2 separate regions of the Mus musculus genome follow, and region 2 is linked to region 1. Evidence: chromatin contacts called from public promoter capture Hi-C data. All regions are on one chromosome and are shown on one strand. The core of a region is the stretch at or near the end of the contact, and the rest is flanking DNA. Distances in the headings are between cores, read along the strand shown.

Evidence for each region. Promoter capture Hi-C pulls out the DNA fragments that hold promoters and counts their contacts.
Region 2: a contact with region 1 is called in a promoter capture Hi-C map of pre-B cells, with 5 times the contacts expected there. The contact joins the promoter of Exo1 here to the enhancer-like site in region 1. A contact is called at or near these places in 8 of 39 promoter capture datasets (3T3-L1-derived adipocytes, the C10 cell line, cranial neural crest and 4 more) and 3 of 115 datasets of contacts at active chromatin or transcription factors (embryonic limb bud, large pre-B cells and pro-B cells).

Annotation. Positions count from the first base shown.
Region 1 is chr1:174,655,791-174,662,926 of GRCm38.p6, forward strand. The region is part of intron 7 of Fmn2 (formin 2); the gene reads left to right. Among named protein-coding and RNA genes, the nearest start is that of Gm51689, 97 kb to the right of the region's middle. Within about 2 kb of position 3,876, at least 10 of the 459 cell types and tissues checked have an H3K27ac peak or open chromatin away from gene starts, as enhancers often do. A contact at or near this core is called in pro-B cells, where this site is marked.
Region 2 is chr1:175,877,656-175,884,791 of GRCm38.p6, forward strand. It overlaps Exo1 (exonuclease 1), which reads left to right and starts at 3,123. Exons shown (of 15, transcript NM_012012.4): 1 at 3,123-3,201; 2 at 3,477-3,545; 3 at 5,240-5,413. The coding sequence starts at 5,253. Gm36360 (a long non-coding RNA gene) reads right to left here and starts at 3,100. Exons shown (of 3, transcript XR_373723.2): 1 at 3,017-3,100.

The DNA of each region.
Region 1 (7,136 bases), core at 2,626-5,125:
AGATTATTAAGTCAAGGGAAAATAGTTATTGTTAAGTCTGTTAAGTCTTTTCTTACAGGCTCAGCACAAAGCCCCAAAGATGACTTTTATATAAATACACACACACACATACACATACACACACACACACACACACACACACACACACACACACACACACACACACACACATATATATATATATATATATATATATATAATTTTTTTTTTTGGTGATACTCAGACAGTTGGACTTCTTGATTATACTTTTATGGGCTGAAGGAACATAAAACTTGAAGTTTGCTAAGCTGTGAACCCGTGTTCTTTCTCTTTGCTGCATTTCCTACGTGAGCTATGTATCACGGATTGGTATTTACTTTTGCTCTACTGTAGAATTTTTTGCTCTGTGAATCTAAGCTCAGAGCCTGCTGAAGGTTACGTCCTTCATATCCCTGGAAAGCTTCATTGCTTGCTACAACCATCATGTGATAGCTGAATGCCCTGGACCAGGGTGGACAGCCATGGGAGCAGGATGCAGATGTGAGTGCAGCACGCACAGCACAAACACATTCTTCAGCCACTCTTTGTGAAGGAGTGACTGGCACTACCACAGTCCTTTTGTATAATCCTTGAGGTAAGGTGGGGTTTGGATTGTTATTTTGTGTAACTCATTTTTGGTAGCATTACTAAAACCCCAAATAGCTGGGGATTCAAATCATGTGTGTATGTCAAAACTGGCTTCTTCCATGTTCTCTGCATTTGGACAAGTGTTTCTTCAGCGAGTCCATGCTCAGGATGCTTGCAGGGCTTCTTGACTCTACTACCTCAAGATCTGAGAACGCTAGATGAGGGACCATAAATGAGAACCTTATTCTACCTTTTCTTTAGTGAGCCACAAATGTCCTATTCCTACAAGGTACTTTCTAGAAATGCCACCACAGCTGTTTCCTGAGGCTCAGTGTGCTGCCATCAGATTAAGACACCACGGTGATGTAATGGCATGTTATCTTATGCCAGGACTGTGGTGAAACTTTCGCTTATGTTGCTAATGGCCTTGCATCTTCCTCTCAATAATATATGTTTCCCGCCCCCAAACACTTCCTGTAGTGTTTTCAAACCAAATCCAGTTTATAAATTTTAAGACTAATTAATTAAGGTTTTATTTATGGTTTAAATTCTGAGATGGACCCTAGGCTAGCATCCTATATAATTAAATTTAAATTTATTAAGTTTCAATCTGACTATTGTTGGTACATGGCTAAGAAAAGAAATTGTATAGAGAGACCTGCCATGAATTACCACAATCCCAAGGTCTTGTTATGACTTTTGTTGCTTTTGCAATGGATTGTAGAAGAATCGTGTCCACCCATGATTGAGCCACTAGAGAGCAACACTAGGCTCTTCACAGGAATTGGGAGAACTTAAGAGAGCGCTTGCTAGCTTTGTTAATCACAGTGTGGTGGCTGTATGAATTAAGTTGTTAATCTGAGTTGAGAGGAATGCAGAAGGAGATCATCTGCCAGGCCCAACACATGCTGGTTTTTATTTAATGGCTTGAATTGATAATAATGGTTGATACCCTCCATTACTGTGCATGCTAGCAACCACTCTGTGATGTAGGCAATTTACTTCTCTTCATAAAATTCCAGGCAGAGATGCACAAGGTCTAGAATCAGCAAACAGCGAAGCTATGCTGCATACTGGGGAGATCTAGATCCTGGGCTATGCTCTAGGCTTGGACTGTCTCTGAAAAGTCTCTACTCCATGATTATATCAAAGGCTTAAGCTGGAAAAAAATGGTTCCTGGTTGTTTTCTTCCATAGTTCTTTATTGTAAAGCCAGTGTATTCTGCTGAAGGCAGCAATATATAAAATGTAGTGTTGGGCTTGAGTGAGCTTGAATTGTATAGGTGTGATTGGATCAGGGAGGAGAAAGAGACAAGGCAGAGATCAAGACATGGAAAGGAAAGACCTGATGTGTACATTATCTAACACAGTCACTTGATGGGCAGCCTGAAGGATTGGCTCTAAAGTCCCTTCTGTCGTCAGGAGCTGTCACATCATCTGTCTGGTTTGGGGACTCTAGTTATGATCAGATGTGACACACCATATGCTGAAGACAGAGAGAGGAAGGTGAGTATGGCAGACTTCCATACCAATTCCCAGGATGGGATAGAAAGATTATAAAAGCTAGAAGTTAGGGAGGGCTCATGGGAAACTGTCTTCTGGGTACATCGAGACTGTTGCACTCATGAACTCACAGTGGCTAAGCTTGACCAATACAAGATCTAACCATGCAGAAACTCACCGTAAATGGGGAGGGGTTCACGAAAATACCAGTTATGGCTAAGGAACCTGGGCAGATGAGACCCGCTGAAATAGGGGTGTCAGTTTGCTTCAGGGAAGTGGCCCCTATTAGATTGCCCATGACCTGGTGGATGGCCCTACAGTCATGCACACAAGGGTAGCCCTGACTAAACTCAGTGGACTATGAAGACAGAATGTGAGTTTAGTACAGGGTTGTGGGCTGTGGGCATCTGGGAGGAAGTGGAGAGGAAATTCAGTCACTGATGTTATACATTGTATAGAGGTATGAAATTATCAAGTAAGGATTTTTTCGAAAGACTGTGTTAGAGACTTTGATCCTACTAGTGAAATATGTTCATTTGAACTTTTGAGTACATTAAGATGCTTCATTTTGTTATTAGACTAGCCCTTATCTGCTAACAAAAGAAAAGGTTGGCATTGAAGGCCAATGGTTTCTTCATTCCTACTGCCTCCTTTGCCTTCTTTATTCCACCAGTCCATCACCCCCACTCCTTCCTTACTACCCAGCCCATGATGAAGCCTCTCACCTAGTGCACAGTGCCACCACTATGATGTTCTTTGCAAGTGCACGGGGTCAGCAAGGATGATTTGGCCCTCTGAAGCCACGAGATAAAGAAATCCTTCCTCTGTCTTTCCTTTGAGCATTTTGTTAACATCCATGCAAAGCAGCTAATATGATAGCCTATCACACAGCTGCTAAGATGATTATAGGTTTATTGTTTTGAAAAAGTAGGTACTAAGCACGAGTTAGATGGGTTCACCTCTGTAGATGGCCAAAGGATTAACATCCATGTCTAGCTCTCGAAGTTCTTAGTTGTACATTGACAATTTTCAGCTAAGTTTTCATTATTTTCTTATGATTTTGCAACTTGCATTGTCTGTATTCCTTACTTTCTTTCCCTCCCGCAATGTGTCTGTCGAGATAAAATATAAATGATAAAATTCACTGACATCACTCCTCTGACAACTATTTAGATGAATTATATTGAAAGAAGTTCTTGTCTCTAAAATTTTAATTATTGTGTTTATAAACTCAAGCTTTTCTGCTTGTAATTTCCTTTCAAGTGAGATGACTATATATGCATATATATATGTATATATATGTAAAATTAGACTGAAATATATGAATATTTATAGTGTATAAGTTATTTTACACTATAAATTGTTTTAAGTTATGTAAGACATATCATATATTTCTTGGGCAATATAGATGTTTACTTTCAAAAGAAAATTTAATACTCTTAGTTTTAAAAAGTGTATGTTAGAAAACAGGAGCAAAAAAAAAAAAAGGAATCTCAGAGGTAGGGTCCTATTTTCAGGGGACCTCACTGAGCTTGCTTTTACAAGAGTGTAAATGTTTACCTAAGCAAGAAGGTGAAATCTGTTATGCCCAATAAAGGACATTGTGCAGTGCTCCTTTACGGAAAACATTCAGCAGACAGTGGGTGTTTTACACACAGTCCAGTGCGTTGTCTGAGGCAATTTACTCATCCATACACTATGCTTAAAATAAACACTACCTGGGAACTTGCCAGCCGCGGTTTTTCTACCTCTTACTCCACACCCTAGATTTTGTCACCTGCCAAAGTCAAATATGTCTTATCTAAACAGTTGAGATAAGCATGGAGTCAGACCCACTATGGTCCGATCAACAAACCTCTTCAAAACCAGAAATGAAACACAATATCACCAGATTAAACAGTCTACAGTGCAATCAGGTTTGCGTTTAAAGATTTTATTCGGGAAGGATTACAGTCTTGGTATCCATTTTTCCCTCTGCCTAGACAAGAAGGCGACACTCTGACTCAAACAAAATGCATTTGTTCTCCAATAATTTAACTTGTACAGTTCTTATAAACAAGGCCTATATGCAGCCTACTGCCTTAATCAGAAACGTACGTCTTTACCCCCCTGTATGCAAGTTTGCTTGGCACGTACCTCTCTTGGGTTGTATATCACACTGATTTCTTTCTTCCCAGCCAGCCAGTCTGTAGCCTATGTGTAAAACATTTAGAATTCTTGCCTTTTGCTGCCTTTACTTTAAAACAAAGCCCAACCATCAAAAAATTCCCTAAGAAGGGAAGATGGACTCAACGAAGGTGAATTTTAAAAAAACTGAATCTTCAAAAATGCACTCTTTTTCCTTTTAAGCAATATACTATTTTAATTGTTAAGAAGCCTACAAGGGGAAGAGTGATATAAAGTCTGCAAGGGGAGGGGCTATAGCTGCCAACTTTGCCACTCTATCTTCAGGCTTAGGATGAATCTCAAGGTTAAATTTTGAAGTCTGAATATTTGTTCCCTGAATGAGTGCTTGGTGTTTTCAGCAATGTATACTCTCTCCCTTGTAGATGGATGCAACTATTTCCTATTAATTGCATACTTTGCTGATCTTGCAAAGGATGCTTCTGGGATGACTGTCATTGACCCGTTAAGGAAATGATCCTATGACGTCATCTTACAGTTTTTTTTTTTTGTTTTGTTTTTTTTTTGTTTTTTTTTTTTTTTTTTTTGTTTTTATAGTAATCAAAGAGAACAGGTCATGACAGCATTATCATTTTGTGGAGGAACCTTCAGGGTTTATTACTGATGATGAATTTCCGGATCTTTTTGTAGACTGCCCACTAACTTGAAAAGTGCTTGTTTCCCTGTAGTTCTTCCAATGTGTAACAGGATTAGCTCTGCTGGCCTTGCCTTTGGTTCTTGCGTGCTGTCCTTCTAAACGGAAGTAAGAAATATGTACTCAGGTTTTTTAACATATATTTTGTTTTAAAAGAACAAATATATCTCCAGTGGCACAGCGACTGACCTTAGGCTATGATATATAAACATGTTTACTGGTTTTTAAGCTGACGTGACAATGTTTCACACAGGCGTTTCCCTACCTTCTTTGTTGATCCTCACCCCTCACTTCTGTTCCCTCCCCACTCCCTCTGGCCCTATCCTCCATCCAATAGGACCCTTCTGCTTTCACATCAACCCTTTTAATTTTGAATACCAACTTTGGCAGATTATTCCACAGAGTAGAGCTGTTATCTCTATTCTTTATAACAACATGGCCATATATGAACCCATTTTCCTTCTGAAAAATCTGAGGCCCAAGGAGCCTACAAAGTCTCTGCATGAGACACAAGGCTGACCAGTTGCAGACCCATGTTTTGCATCCATGTGTGGATTTTAGAATATAGATATAAGTCTCTGGTAATTTCAGGAAAACTGCAATTTTTTATTTTTTTATTTTTGTAAGTTAAAACACCTTTGTGAATATAAATTGTGGACTGAAATGAGGGGAGCATTTTAAAGATATAGAACCTTAAAAATATGGGTAGCAGGCTGCTGTTCTTTTATGTGGTATTCATAAACAAGGCATTGATTTATACTTCATTTAACATAGATAGGCTTAACATCATTAAAAATTACTTGAAATAGTCAGGAGCCTGTGTATGTGAGTACATAAAGAATGCCAAACTAAACATCTGGTAGGATTCCCACAGGCTGGCTGAAGGAATGAAGCCTCCCTGGGAAAGACTGAGAATTTACCTCATAGTTAATCTACATGTACAGACCCCTGCATTTTGCTTCAGTCTTTCTTTGCACACTGTGTGTGTGTGTGTGTGTGTGTGTGTGTGTGTGTGTGTGTGTGTGTGTGTGTGTGTGTGTCTATAGTATTTAGGGAATTCTATGGGCCCAGTGAGAGCTAAAGTAACATTTGTGCTATTTCCCAATCTCCATGGAAGGACATGGTGTGTCTATGAATGGCTGTGCTCATGCATATGGAAGCCACATAGCAACATTTCATGTCTTTCTCTATTGCTTTCCATCATATTTACCTTAGTCTTTGAGGCAGGATCTCTCACTGAACCTGGAGCTCTCTGATTGTATTGATTGGCTTGACTAGATGAGTAGTAACCCAGCGGGTTTGCATCTTCCCTTCTTCAGTATGAGGGTTACTAAGATCCATGGCCAGTATTAATGTGGGTTCTAAGAGTCCCAGTGTGGGTCATCTTGTTCTTCATATTCACTGACTAAGCCATCTTCCTATAACTTGTTTCTGTAAAATGGGTGTAAGTGTGAGGGTCTCTGAGGTATACTGCTGTCCTTTGTTTATGGAGAGTTTGGAACTGAGAGGACCTGGAGATCCATTTAAGAGTAGTCTTTTAGGGAATATTTCAGAGGTTGCATAGGCTAGAGTCTGAGGTTGCTATTTGTTAAAAACCTCAATTAAGGGCTGAGGAAGCAGTTCAGATAGTAGTTTTTGCCTTGCTAACAAAGGATCCCAGTACAGTGCCCAGAACACACATTAGATAAAATCCACAGTGACATGTGCTCGTAAGCACAGCAGTAGGTGTCTTTGAGGATTGCTGGCCATCGAGCCCTGGCACTTTGTAAGTTTAAAGTGGTAGTAGAGTAAGATGCAGTCTCAAAAACTTAACATAGATGATTCCTGAGAAACACCAGCGAAAGCAATACCTTACCTCCTCACAAAGGTGCACATGTATACAGGCATGCACATGTACCTCCCATATGCTTTCTTCAGTAAAATGCCATTGAGGTTACGTCTTACCCTAATTATAATAGCAATCATTAAGAAAAAAAATAACAAACAGTAGTGAGGGTGTGGACAAAAGGGACCCTTTATACACTGCTGTTGGGAAAGTGAACTAGTCCAGTCACTGTATGAATCCAGAGCTTTGTCAAGCTCCTCAAAGTGTTCTATCATGTGACCTACATACAAAGTATCTCAGAGGTACTTGTACATCCATGGTTCTTGCAGTCCTCTTTCACAGTATGCAAGTAATAGAACTCATGGAGGTGTACAAAACTGAAGAA
Region 2 (7,136 bases), core at 1,873-4,372, 1.2 Mb after region 1:
TCTTAGGATACATTCCTTGAAGACTACTTGCAGAATTAAAGCGTTTTATCATCTTTTCTCTTTTACGGTCTTTGTATGCACTGCCAGATTGTCCTGCAGGAAAGGATTATTCAAACCACCAGCACTTAGGAGAGTGCCTTTTCGTGCTCCCTCCAAATCCAAGATGTTTTTTTGGTAAAACTATTTTCACTATATGAATGGTATAAATATTACCACCATCTCCTCTTACATTTTATCTCTATGAATGCTAAGAAGTTGACCTAAGTTGCTACTGGGAAATAGATGTGCATTTATCCCTTATTTCCATTTATTTTGCAGATCCCTCTTTGGATTCTCTGTCCATCCTCTTCCATTAGGTTGTCAAGGCCTCTTTTCTGCACGAGGTCTCACTATGCAGCTCAAGATGACTTCAAACTCCTCCTCCTGCTGCTGTTGCTGCTGCTCAGTCTCCTTGGTGCTAGCGTTCCAAACCTGTCTTTGGATATCCGGCTTTATAAAATAAATTATACTATTTTTAAGTGTGTGTGTTTGTGTGAGAGAGTGGGAGTGTGTGTGAGTGTCCAGAGTGGCCAAATGAGTCAGATCCCCCGGAGTTGGAGTTATTGGTGGTTGTGAGCCATCCATTATTGGTGCTGGAATCAAATTCAGGTCCTCCTTAACTACTGAGACATTTCTCCAGCCCCAGCATGTCCAGCACAAGTATGTCTATAAACCTCATAGATGTCTGGTATCTAGTGGACTAGAAGAGGCATCAGACCCCCTGGGAACTGAAGTTATAAACAGTTGTGAGTCACCATGTGGATTCTGAGAATTGAACCCAGGTACTCTGGAAAAGCAGCCAGCTATAAACTGTTCAGCCATCTCTCAGGCCCAATATCTCCATTCTTAACTCTGATTTTTTTTCCTTTTTCATGCAAATACATTCAGGCTTTTTGTTTTTGTTTGTTTGGTTTTGGTTTGAGACAGGGTTTCTCTATGTAGCCCTGGCTGTCCTGGATCTCACACTGTAGACCAAGCTGGCCTCGAACTCAGGAATCCACCTGCCTCTGCTTCCCAAGTGCTGAGATTAAAGGCATGAGCCACCATTGCCTGGCACATGCAGGCTTCTTAATATATTAAATGATTATCCTTCTGCTTCTATGAGCTATAAAATATGCATATTTTAAATATACATTTAAAATTTTTCATTCAGATAGATAGAAAGATATATTGTGTGTGTGTGTGTTTTACCACAATATAACAAAGAAAAGAGGACATTAGCCAGATCTGGGCATTTTCTATAACTGTAAATCCACATTCTTTCAGAAAGTCTAATGACTTAAAGTCAATTTGTTTGGGCAAAGAAAAAGATTTACTTGAAAACCAATGATGGTGTAGCTCCCCAACAAAGCCCAGCCTCCTTGGGGCTGCAGTCACGAATATGATCTAGGGATTTGCTGGGGGAACATATCACTGGGGTAGTAGTCCGCCTTACCAGTGCACCAGGTACTCTGTGTTAATTAGTACTTATATATTAATGGATGTTTGGGGTTCTGTAAGTTTAAAGAAAGGTAACACAACAGATAATACCATCGTGCATCTTTTGAGTTCCTTTCCTGGAGAATAACTAATTTGTCACTGAATTGTTAGGATATTAAAGGTGAACCCAGAGAGCAGAGAGGATCACACATGGTATCTTTACATGGAGGGCAAGAGAGAGAAAAGCTTTTTTTTTTACAGACATGGGCAGGGAAGATTCTTATTTTAAAAGATCCTGACAGAATGTAAAAGGTCACAGAAGCCCTGAAATTGGCAAGATTGATGTCACTGTTAGCAGAACTAGCTTCACTGATTTAGAAAAAATAGAGGTGCACAATGCTCTGGCCACTCCTTGAACCTGTGTGTCTGCCAATGTTTTGACCATTCCTTGAACCCATGTGTGTGCCCACTGCTGCACCTCACTGCCAGGTGTTTGTGATATTGGTTGCTGGGAGAGTCAGAAAATCTCCCCAGCAACCACAGCCCAGCCAATCCGGAGTTGCTACACCTGCACCAGACTCTTTCCTTGTACCCCTCCCATACCCATTTCTTGAGAATAGACATTGTTTAGATCTGGAAATCCCCTACTCCCCCCTTCTCCTTCCCCCCAGGGCCTATAAAAACTGAGACCCCTTTCCCCTCAGGGTCGACTCCTCTACTCCTGCGTGGGATGTGAGTCGTCCCCAGAGCTCTAGCTTTCCCCGAATAAAGCCTCATGTGGTTTGCATCAAGCTTGGTCTCTCATGAGTTCTTGGGTGTCCGCTATTGTCCTGAGGCCTGAGCGAGGGGCTCCTCTCGGAGTCTTTCAATTTCACACTTAGATAGCTTCAGTCAGAGGAGTCTGCTGGGGCAAAGACAGTAAGAGACTAAATTATGTACAGTCCGGCTGTGTGACTTCTAAAATTAGTAAGTTTTTAAAAGTCCATTAAGAAGAGAAACTAGAGGGGTTTTCTTTCCTTGATAACACTAGGAAATGTGACCCAATACAACCAACAATATACAGGGTTTAATAACTTGAACCATTGGGCCATTTTGTTTCTTAGTTATAAGGATAACATTTTCCCAACTCGTATCAGGGATAAAGCCATATAATGAATAAAGTGGGTAAGCGCAGACTATAATCAAACTATAGCAACATGAAAGCTTTGTACAAAACTTCAATTTGCATAGAGGTGAGGATGTTTCGGAGACGAAAGACTGTGGTGTTGGCCTGGAATTAAGCAACTATGAACTGGGCTCCTTTTCCGGGTTTAAAATAACAAAATATGTTTGACTCCAAGTTGGGAGTTCTTTAGCACGCATGTACCTGGATCCAGTGGCTTGGTCAAGGGAGAACTACAACTCCCAGCAGCACCGGCGAGAGCGCAACTTCCGGGCCTAGAGTTTCTCTTGCCCCCTCCCTTACCACCACCCCACTTCTCTCACAAACAAGCCGACTTTTCGCTTCTAGCGTCGCCGAGTTCGAGATGGCATTGGCCATTGGCGGCGGACTTCCTACCTTGCAAGGAAGGGCTCAGGACTCGGCTAAGAGGAAAGTCGGGTCATAGAAAGCGGGAGGTGGAGGCTGCGGCTCAGGACGCCCAGGGACGTCATGTCCGCTGGGCGGGGCTTCCCGATCCCGCGCAAATCGAAAGGTCCATGGCTGCGCTTGCAGCAGCCGCTCGCCGCCGTTCTGAACCCCAGGTGAGCGAGCGAGCCCCTATGCGGGCGGCCGGGCGGTCACTGGAGCAGCGGGCCGTGTGGAGGAAAGTGGGGTCCCCATGACTCTGATCCACGTGCCTTCTGCCCCTCGGCGCGAAACCCGGATCTCCGGGAAGTGAGCGGGAGCGTGGAGCGCCTGCAGGCGACTGCCTCGGCCTCCGGGTCTCCCGCTTTCCGCAGAGGCGGGCTGACGTGTGTCCTTACCAACACTCGTACCTAGCGATGAATTCCCTTTGTATATGCTCTCTCCTGTGCAGGTTTGAGGAGCCACGGCGCCTGGAATGGACTTGTGTGCTATGCCTGTTCGTTCGGGAGACGGGACTAAGGTGAAGCCGCTGCTGCTGTTACCTCGGGTACCACCGGCGACCTTCTGGTGTTGATGCGCCACATGGCACTCAGTCACTTCTATACTAAAGAGGAAATATTTATTCGAGATTTAGTTGGCCTAGAAGAAAGAAACTTAAGGAAATTTCACGAAATGTAATTATGTCCCTCCCCCACCCCAACCCCCCCCCCCCCCAGCATGCACGAAATCATGTTTTAGAGACGTTGTCTTTTAAACGTAGTGGACTCGTTTTACACAGACCCACCTGCACCCAAATTGGCTGATGTTTAAAATTACGGGTTCATGCCCCCCTTTAGGGATTCATAGTTAATGGGCATGACCTTAAAGGTAAATGAATCTCTCAAGTGTCAGGGCTGCTAGCTAAGGGCATGGCCACTTTCCTGTGGTGTCAACAGGGCACCTCTGGCTTATCCCATAGTCTTTAAGAACATGATCTTAGGTCTGTTGAATCAGGTGCCTGTCCCTGTGACCTCACTGCTGAGAGAGGGGAAGGTAAGAGTGGAAAATCCCAGAGAGCTCAGCCTAAGACCTAACTAGCCTGGTGGACGCAGCTCAAACAAACAAGGTGGACTGCCTTTCACATCCTCCGATTCAAACTCCATCACGCATGCATCATACACAGAAAGAATAGTTGCAGAGGGTAATAGCCTTTGCTCTTGCAACCATGAGGACCTAAGTTAGAATCCTCCCCCCAGCCCCCTCCCCATTAAAACCCCCTGTGCCTGAGCCTGCTGGTAACTGCAGAGATTGGGAGGCAGAGGTGGCAGATCCCAAGACCTCATTGGGCCTAGTTGGTTCCGTAACACCCTGCCTCAAGGTGATAGACAGGTAGCAATAGAGGAAGACACCCAATGCCTTGCTCTGGGCTCTGCATGGATGTACCCACACACTCATTACATGCACACACTCCCTAATACAAATACCTGATCTTAGATGGTAATACTGTATTGGGAAGTGGCAAGCAGCTGCTGGAGTTGGAGTAGGAAGGCGGGGGTGGGGTGGGGGGGGGTGTTAGTTGCTTTGAAGGGGCTGCCATCTCCAGGACTTCCATGTAAGGACCTAGAAGGGAATGGAAATTATAACTGTTTGTTTCTTGAAGCTGTTTTGCACATCAAACACGGCTTCATGTGTCTTTGGTATAGCCTTCAATGAATCTGATGAAATTTCCCCTAGATGCCACCATGGCTAATTACCAGGGTATTGCTTGGAATAAACCATTCTGGTAGTGTGGGATTGCTGACATGCTTTTCAGTTGAAATGTCTGTCCTTCTCCAAACTTTGGAGTTTCTACACTGAACTTTGGATGCGCCCCTTTAATATAGGGGTGAATATGATACCATAGCATGCAGTGTTATAGGCTCATAGTCCTCTTTTTATGAAAGGAGAGACTCAGTTTTAATGTCTGAGTCCAAGTGTTAAGAGAGATAAGAGCCCACGTTAGGATTGTAAGTATGGAAGCATTTTTGGAAACAAATAACCACGAAGGAACTCCCCAGTGGTGTTCAGGTGAGTGTTGGTGATTAATGAAGTTCTGAGCTACAGAAGTTGCCCGAGAGAAGGCCAATCATTAGCTAAATGTTACTGTCGGTGCTAGACTCCACACTGAATTTCTAAAGCTTTTTGGTAAATCAGCCTTGGTTTCATGTTGCTCTCCTCCCTTTTTCCTTCATGTAGTTAACTTGGCACGATGGGGATTCAAGGGTTACTTCAGTTCATCCAAGAAGCTTCTGAACCTGTCAACGTGAAGAAGTACAAAGGACAGGCAGTGGCTGTGGATACCTACTGTTGGCTTCACAAAGGGGCTATTGCTTGTGCTGAAAAGCTAGCCAAAGGGGAACCTACAGATAGGTGAGTTTGCAGTGTATATCACTTGGTTTGAGAGCTAGAATGGTATGCTTTCTGTTTTTGGGTCAGCCCCAGGTATTTCAGGCTGGCCGGGGATTTGCTATAGCCAAGGATGACCTGGAGGAGGAGTCTAATCCATTGTGCCGCCACTGCCCAGCTTCCTGTATGCCAGGGACTGAGCCCAGGGCATCATGCATGCTAAGCAAGCACGTCTATGAACTGGGCGATATCCACAGCACCTCAGTCCTTTTTCTTTTTCACCTTTGTTTCTCCGGTCATTGTTTCAATAAATACTAGCATTTAATAAGAGCATGTGCTTAGAGCATTGCCAGACTTCTTCTGTGGTACAGGTCTGATGTTTGGTCTTAGTAAGAAGGCATAGTGGCAGGATACAGACAGACAAAAGTTGAATATTATCTCCTGAAAGAGTGGGGATTTTTTCTCCTGTTCCCAAACTCCTGAAATACCAACTCTGGGACTATAATTATGTTTACAAATACCTTGGCCATGAGCTTTGGCTGTGCGCCAACTAGCTTGTATATTAATCATCCCTTTGTTGTATTGGGCTACTTGGCTGGTTACCTCTGCTTGGCTCTCATGTTTCTGTCCTTCGTGTTCCTGAGTGAATCCCCCATGCCTGACTCTGTCCCAGAATCCTTGCTTCCTCCGGGAACTCCCACCTTCTATTTCCTGCCTCTAGATTCCTTCCTTCTGCTATAGTGCAATCAGCTTTGTTTGATCGATGAAGATTCCTTCTACCTATCCCCCTGTTAGTCTAATAAAAGGTTCTTTCTCTTACAATAATACACTACATATAGTAACAATTATGAAAACTATCAGGTAAGAATTACATTCACAACGTCTAGTCTATGTATGTATTTGGTAATTTTTGGAGAAAGTATTTTATAATCTATCCTATCTTGGTGAACTTAAAGTTCTGTACCTAAATCATTATCATAGCTTATATTAGTAACTTAAAACATCCTCTTAGACCTAAAAACATTTTCTTAAGTCCTAAACAACTTAAGGTGAATTGTGAAACTGTAACTGTCTAGTCTTCAACCCCATCGGAGACCTGAAAAGGAATAAATATTACCTGAGTGTGCAAGCAGTGCAGGCAAGCAGGTTCCACAACTATAGAAGTGACAGAGAAAGCTGGCTGCCTGACTGCCTGTCCCCCCAAATCGTCTCTATAACATTGGAGCATCCACCGTCAGCCTTCTGACCCAGTATATCTGACAGACTTTTTGTGAGCAGCACTTTTCCTTGCAAAGCTTGGCAGTTGACTTCCCTGTGTCCCACTTGTCCATTTTGGACAGCATACTGTCTGCAGTTGAGACTTGAACAATTTCCCGCCAGTGTCATATGTGAAGCAAATTTCATAGATTCTTCAATGCGTATCCCCTTTGAAGTAGAATGGTGTGCTGCCAGGAGCAGACCTGTCCCTTTTTTGAAAGCCAAACTGCAGCTTCTGTGCCTGGCTTTCTGGTATCTGGACCTTTTGGCTAAAGCCTGAATCTAGGATCCTATTCTTGGATTATGTGCCTAACAGTGGGTGCCATTTGTAAAAGTGGGGTGTTTTTTGCCCTCCTGTCCTCAAGCCTCCAGAATGACATATTTGACAGGAAGCTTCCAAGCAGTCATAAGAGAGAGAGAGATCTTCTTCTGCAGTCTCCTTGTTCTTTGTTCAAGAGAAGCTTTGGTTTTTCCTCTAAGATAAACTTTT